Linked DNA regions of Macaca mulatta: region 2 is linked to region 1. A link is a contact called in public Hi-C data. All regions are on one chromosome and are shown on one strand. Each heading gives the region's core, a stretch centred on a gene start, on an enhancer-like site or on the middle of the called end of the contact. The rest is flanking DNA. Distances are from core to core; before and after follow the strand shown.

Region 1 (3,931 bases), core at 26-2,525:
GCGTGCTGGGCTCAGAAGCCGGGTTCTAGCTCGGAACAGCGGAATGGCCAAGGAGGTCCTGGCGCAAGGCACGCCACACAACCCTCTGATGCCAAGACAGGGACCATCCATTTCTCAATACGCCAGTGGTCCTGCCCTGCTACTGAGCCTCATCAGCCTGTATAATGGCAGCTGAAGATAATGCAGCTCAGGAAAAGCAAGTATGATCTTAACAACCTTGTAGCTGGAAAGCAAGTTCCAAATCAAACCTAATGGAGACAACTACCAGAACGTATAGAAGTTTTTTTTTCTTTTTTTTTTTGAGACAGAGTTTTGCTCTTGTTGCCTAGGCTGGAGTGCAATGGTGCTGTCTCAGCTCACTGCAACCTCTGCCTCGCGGGTTCAAACGATTCTCCTGCCTCAGCCTCCCAAGTAGCTGAGACTACAGGCGCCCACCACCACGCCCGGCTAATTTTTGTATTTTTGGTAGAGACGGGGTTTCACCATGTTAGCCAGGATGGTCTCCTGACCTCAGATGATCATCCGCCCGCCTCACCCTTCTAAAATGTTGGGATTATAGGCGTGAGCCACCGCGCCCAGCCCAAGTTTTTAAAAAGGAGTCTCTTGGAGGAAAAGGGACAGAACATTATTGTTTTTCATCATAAACCTTTCGGTGAATCTGATTTCCTTTTTTTAAACCATGTACTTCCACTATTTTTATCCCAAAAAAGGTTTTTAATGTATTTAAAAACAAAGCAAAGAATGGTTTATAATACACCGTTAGGTTGTTGGGAGGTCTGAAGCACACTCCGAACCGTAAAATGACCTTGTAGTTATCTCCTTAAAAACCCAGTGGGGGGGGGGGGGCGGGGGTGGGCCCGGCGTGGTGGCTCACGCCTGTAATCCCAGCACTTTGGGAGGCCGAGGCGGCGGATCACGAGGTCAGGAGTTCGAGACCAGCCTGACCAACATGGTGAAACATCGTCTCCACTAAAAATACAAAAATTAGCCGGGCGTCGTGGCGCGCGCCTGTAGTCCCAGCTGTTCAGTCGCTGGAGAATCGCTTGAATCCGGGAGGCGGAGGCTGCAGGGAGCAGAGACCGCGCCGCCGCATTCCAGCCTGGGCGACAGAGAGAGACTCTGTCTCAGACAAACAAACCAAAACTGAACTACGGAGACGCCCTCAGCAGTTACTTCCCGGCTGGGTCGCCGCAGGCTGCGGGCAGATACTCCGGCCTTCAGCTGCGGCTGCAGCTTCGGCGGGGCGGGGCCGCGGGACTCTCGCTCCTCGCGGGGGGCGGCGGCTGCGGAGTGCGCACGCGCGGAACCGCTATTCCCTTCTTCCCGAAGCGCCCCCGCGGTGCTGGCAATAGGGCGCAAGATGTCGGCGGCTGCAGCTGCGAGCAGGTAGGCAGTGGGAACCGGCGTTCAGTCTGGCCCGTGCCAACAGTGGCTCCTCTCTCCCCCGTAGTTCGAGGAGACTACTCGCTGCCCCTCTGGCACGATCGTGGATGAGCCTCCTGGCAACTGAAATGGGAAAGGCAGCGCCCCCGACGCTGGGAACTGGACTGAACTCCGCGGTAGTGACAGCTGCCAGACCCTGAGGAGAGGACGAGAAGACCCGAGCCCTCTGCTACGAACACTGGCAGCCGATGGAAAATGCAGACGGAATTGGGACAGTGTGCAGAGTTCTCCAGGCGACAGATTAAGAGAGACTCTTGAAGAATAACGCTGTGTAATCACGTGTTCTGCGCAAAAGAAGTCCTCAATGCCCAGTGCCTTATTTGGCTTTCAGGGTTGGTGAAAGAAAAAGCAAAGTAGATGCTTTCTAATGCTAAGTTATTTAATGTAGCACCATTCCTTGAACTTCTTTCATCTCTAAGGTCGTCCCTTTCACCTGATGATACCTTTGGGCCATCGTGCAGGCATGTGTAAACTTGGAGATCTTCCTCAACATTGCACCATATCTGGGGTTCATTCAAGGCAGAGTCTCCTTGCAAAAGCATCGAAAACAATGTAAAGTCGAAGAGTAGAGCAATACCTGCAGAGTTGGAAAATGTGGAGGAGGCCAATCAAGGGACAGAAAAAGAAGTGCAGAGAATCTTGGAATTGTTGCAAAATTATTCTGGAGATAGAAAAGTCTCCTCTAGCCTTTCCCTTAGTGATTAATACAGGTTTTTAAGTGGATAGTAAAATCCAAACAGAAAGAGGTATATGTTATATAATGAAGCCTATTTTCAAAGTATACCTGAAATTTGTCTTTATAATGTCTCTTTCTTGAGAGTTTATAAAGATGTAATTATTCTCTGGGAAACAAATTGGCACATTCATAAAAGAGAAAAAAATGAAAAAAATCAGGCCCAACTTTCATTTTACAGATGAGGAAACTGTGACATAGAAAGAGAAATGACAAAGACACTGAAACAGACCTGGGAACTGGAGCCCAGCCATGCTCCTTGGCCCAGTACCTCTTCTTATTCTAGGAGCTCATACCCCTTTGAAGGAAACACAATATGAATGTGTCTTCAAATGATGCTCATAAACCTCTTCATCATACTGAAGGAGGGAGATAAGGGGATTAGTTCTTTAGGATCTAGACAGGCTTTTAAGAAAATCTTAGCCAGGTGCAGTGGCTCATGCCTGTAATCCCAGCACGCTGGGAGGCTGAGGCAGGTACATCACCTGAGGTCAGAAGTTCCAGACCAGCCTGGCCAACATGACAAAACCCCGTCTCTACTGAAAATACAAAAATTAGCCGGGCATGGTGGTGGGAGCCTGTAATCCCAGCTACTTGGGAGGCTGAGGTAGGAGAATCACTTGAACCTAGGAGGCGGAGGTTGCAGTGAGCTGAGATCACGCCAATGCACTCCAGGGCAACGAGTGAAACTCTGTCTAAAAAAAATAATAGTAATCTTAGCAGAGCTCTTGCTAAATGATAAAGACTTTGGCAACTGAAATCCTTTTATTTTCAGAGAACTTAAGTAGGGACGGGATAATCACTAATTGGGGTTGTGTTTAAGGGAATTCAAGCCTCTGAAATCTCGTCCATCTGTAGGTCTGATGATTTGGTTACTGTCTTTCAGTACATCTGCGCAGGAAGCCTGGGGAACTAATCCCTCTTCAAAGTCTACATTGAATAGGTGTTATGTTTGCCTTTTCATACATGTTAGTTCACTTAGTCTTCACCACAGGCTTTCTAGATTGGTATTATTCTTAGTCTACCTAAGGAGTTCACAGAGGTTAGGTAACATGCCCCAAGCCACACAGATGATAGGCAGCACAACCAGACGATATTACAGGTCTCCAGATGAGTGAGCCGATGATGACGTCGTTTGTTCCCGAGCCCCGCCCCCATGTAGGTAAAGCGCTTGCACTGCTCACTGGCTCATCAGGGCAAGTTGCTCCCACTGCCCTCTTGTTCTAACGGCTGGAAACAAAGCTGCAACAGAGGCCCCCTCCTACCAGGAGAAAGGCATTTTAATTGGCACCTCCTCACAAAGGCTCCAGTGTTCTAGAGCTTTGCATACAGGAAGATTCTCGTTGAACAATGAAGCCAAACCTCTCTTCCAAAATTCCCAGTTTGGTAGGTCACTGTGGATGAAGAGGCTTGAGACACCCTGAGACAAGCTGGGACCATGATGACAGGAACCAGTTTGTGAAGGGAGGAGGCTGGGCTAATGGGATCTAGGGAGCCAGATAATATCTGGACCTTAGGTAGTTTGTGTTACTCAAGTCAGCAGGGTTTGTGTTGTTTTTTGAGGCAGTCTTGTTATGTTGCCCAGGCTGGAGTGCAGTGGTGCGATCTCGGCTCACTGCAACCTTCACCCCCTGGGTTCAAGCAATTCTTGTGCCTCAGCCTCCCGAGCAGCTAGGACTACAAGTGCGAGCCGCCATGCTTGGCTAATGTTTTTGTATTTTTAGTAGAGATGTGTTTTCACCATGTTGGCCAGGC
Region 2 (3,580 bases), core at 317-2,816, 100 kb before region 1:
AAGAATGCCACATATATTCCAGTGAAACAAAATTAATACACGTGCCTTGGTAAAGAGGCTGAGTTCTAAGCAAAGATAGAGCACTGTTCATGATGTACTCACCCTTCAAAGGAATCAAATCGGAACACTTTCATTTTAGCAACGAAACTTTTAAAAGGCTTTATTTTGCAATAATTTTTCAAGTCCCTGCATTTCTTAGATTCTTTAAATTCTAACTTCCTGCCTCATAGATCTAAAATAGCCACGACATACCTAGGTATGTGCTACTCATTTAGTTAGAATAGTGCAGAGGAACACAAGTCTGTTTCTAGGGGTACGACTCCATACCCATTCATTTTGCACTAATATAACCACTAAATATAGCTCTAAGACACTGATGATTAAAAGCGGTTAATTATGTGAGTGATTCATACCTTCTATGTCCAAACACCAAGATTCAGGGATGTCTGTCAGATCTATGGGAAGAGGGGACAATAAACACCTGTCACAAAGCTTTTTTCCAAACCGGGAAGCCCCCAGCTGAGTTCCTGCCAATCCCAACCCGATTCCCTCCCCTTCATCCCTATCCCTCACCTCTCCAAAAAAGCTAGAGGTCACACTTCCACCAGAACCTGACTTTGTGAAGGGAATGGAGAGACAGGCCATAACGCGAGTGGCCACGAGAGCACTGCTAGGGGAAAGGGCCCTGGGTTCTTCTAGTCCGCACTGCCACAGAGTCCGAATGCGAGGCCTCAGGCAAGTCCGAAGGCACTTTTCCCCCACGGGACTCACTCATTTTATCTGTAAAATGCGGAGATGGCAAGCGGCTCCATACTCCACGGCTGAGGACGAGCTGGGGTCCCGCACAGCCCCATCGAGGGCCCTGCCAGCACCCCACCGCCTCCGCCCGCAGGACCTCCAGCTCCCCAGGACTTTCCGAAGGGCCGACTACCAACCACCCCGCGCCCGGCCCCCACGCTCGCCCCCCCCAGGCCTTCGCCCACCGCGTGGGCTCCCGCCCTGGCCTCATCTGTCCCCGACACTCCAAGTCCCCGCGATGCCCAACTCCGGCCCGAGAAGACTGGCCGCGACCTCGCCCGGTACCCGCCGCCCCGACACCACCATTCGCCTCCTCGACCTCCCCCGTGGCCGCCGCCCACCCGCCCCTCGCCCCGCTCACCGGGGCCGCTCACTGGCCGCCGCCGCGCCGCCTCCTCCGCGGCCTCCCTCGCGACCGGACCAGCCCCAGGGGCCGCGGGGGGACCCGGCCGCCGCTGTCGCCGCCGCCGCCTCGCCTCAGCCCAGCCCCATCGCCCTCGGCCGGCGCCGCGCGCTGCGGCTCAGGGTGAGGGAAGGAGGCGCCGCGGCGGGGCCGGGCCGGCCCTGGGACCTCCGCGCTCTCCTCCTCCTCCGCGCCCGCGGCGGCGGCGTGCAGCCGGGCAGGCGAGAACAAGGGAGGGCGGCGGGAGGTGGGCAGGGGAGGGGGGCGGTCTGCACTCCGAAACGGCCCCCCGCCGCCAGCGACGTAGCGAACCCCCCTCCCCTCCGCGGCGGCGCCCGATCACGCTGCGGGGAGAGCCGGCGGGCGGGCGGGGGAGCGCGCGCGGGCTCAGGACTCCCGCGCCGGATGTGAGGTCACGTGGTGGCTTCATCCCCGCGCGGAGGGCGGAGGGCGGAGGGGCGCGGGCGACGTCAGGAGGCGGGGAGGGGGCGGGGCGATTCCTAGGCCCCGCCCACCCATCGCCTTTGCCACCCTCCAGCGGGCACAAGAAAGAGGCAGGTAAGGGGAGGCCGTCCAAAAACGCCGGGTGTCAGGCCAGGGTGGCTAATGGACGGCGGCTTTTCTGGTGAGATGAAATGGGACGGCAAAACCCACTTCATCCCCTTTGGGCTATGACAACATCATAGTCCAAACTCCCATTTTATAAAGAAGGAAACTGAGGCTCACTGACTAGACAGACGTTGCCCAGAGTCATGCATGGAGGAAGCTTGTGCTGGAATGGTGGCGAGGACACCAGAGCCCAGCTCCCAATGCAAGGCTCTTTCATTCCTTTAGCCACCCCCGCCCCCGCCAAAACAAACAAAACACTGTCATTCGCACATGACCACGGACTCTGCGCGCCGGCAGCAGGCGGAGGACGGGGAGGAGCGCGCACGAGGAAGCTCCCACGCGCCCGCGGCTCGCCTCCGACGGGAAGGCGCCTCTTCCGACCGTCCTGGATGCAAATTAAATACTTCCCTCCGCAGAAGACTTATCTCGGGGTAGGGCCGCAGCCGGATTTCCAAATCGCGGGTTTGATTTTCGCGGCGTCCACTCCGCGACGCGCGCAGGGAGCGCGCCCGGCCACCTGCAGCCTCGGGCTGCGGCCATCTTTCCGCCTGGGGCCACCTGGCCTGAGCCCTTGATGCCCGGCCCGCTCCGTGACTGTTCTTCTTGCCGCTACTTAAACAGAACTCAGCCGCCTCAGCGTCTTAGAGTAGGGGACGGCATGCACGCGGACCCTGCCCACCACACCTGCAGAGCAGGGAGCACTTACCCCTGGACACTTACCGGGGCCGCCACCCCTGGTCCACGCACGTGATGACATCTCACCTGGGGCAGCACACCGCCCCGAGTCTGCGACACTGATAACACCTCCCGGGGGCAGGAAAGCGCCACAGCCACCCCTGGTCCCCTAGATTGTGTGAGGCTGGCATTTCTGCACGCCTCTTGGCGTGGACAGCACGCTGGACCGAGATGGAGCCACAGCTTTCTCTTCCCAATCCCTGGCCTCACCGTTTTGTTTCATACCTCACCGTTTGTTTCAAACCTCGTGGTGCTGAAATGATTAAATGAGATAAGGGGTGTGGTAGTGTTGGGCAAACCGCAGGAAAGCGGTCTGGGTGGGGTCAGGCCCTAAAATCCTCCTCCCCCACCTCCCCGGCTTCCTTGCCTGGCTGTTCCCTCTCAGCCTTTAAACAGGCTGGCCTCTCCAAGTCCTAAAAACAAAATTATCAAGCCAACCTCCTCCTGTAGTGCCCCCTCGAACTAGCTTCCAAGTGTTGCATGCGGACCTCAAACAGTGGTCTTCCCTGGCTGCCTCTGCTTCCTCATTTCTCAACGCTTAGCATTCTGGCTTCTCCTCCCCGACTCTGACCCTTCTTCACCCTGCTCAGGCAAGAGTAACTCATGACTTTCATTTTGCCAAACCTTGCAGGCATTCCTCAGGCCTTATCTCTCTGGTTCTGTCTGCTACATATGACACCTTGCGATGGCTCTCACCTTCTGGAATCTCTCTACTACCTTGGTTTCAGGAGAGTGAACCCTCTCAATTATCACATGAAGGTAAGTAAAGCCTCTGCCTCCCTTGGTAGCATCCACTTGTGAATCTGCACCTTAAATTCAGGATTCCACTCTAAGCCAACAGCTTTTCTCACTTCACTCATTCTTCTGGGATAGCCTGCATCCTCATGGATGCAGCTCCCACATTAGCAATTTCCAACCCAGACTCCTTCCACAAAATTTAGAACCAAATATCCAACTGCCTACCAGGCAGCTCTAGCTAGACACCACAAAGACACCCCAAACTGGACATTTCCAAAACTGAACTCATTCTCTGCT

Evidence for each region. A called contact is a pair of places that touch in the nucleus more often than the background predicts.
Region 2: a contact with region 1 is called in a Hi-C map of fetal cortex germinal zone, with 2.8 times the contacts expected there. The contact joins the promoter of ATP13A3 here to the enhancer-like site in region 1. A contact is called at or near these places in 8 of 14 Hi-C or Micro-C datasets (CD4 T cells, blood, fetal cortex germinal zone and 4 more).

Annotation. Positions count from the first base shown.
Region 1 is chr2:4,156,870-4,160,800 of T2T-MMU8v2.0, reverse strand. No RefSeq gene overlaps it. Among named protein-coding and RNA genes, the nearest start is that of TMEM44, 46 kb to the right of the region's middle. Within about 2 kb of position 1,275, at least 36 of the 40 cell types and tissues checked have an H3K27ac peak or open chromatin away from gene starts, as enhancers often do. A contact at or near this core is called in CD4 T cells, blood, fetal cortex germinal zone and 2 more, where this site is marked.
Region 2 is chr2:4,258,878-4,262,457 of T2T-MMU8v2.0, reverse strand. It overlaps ATP13A3 (ATPase 13A3), which reads right to left and starts at 1,566. Exons shown (of 33, transcript XM_015132535.3): 1 at 1,160-1,566; 2 at 414-455.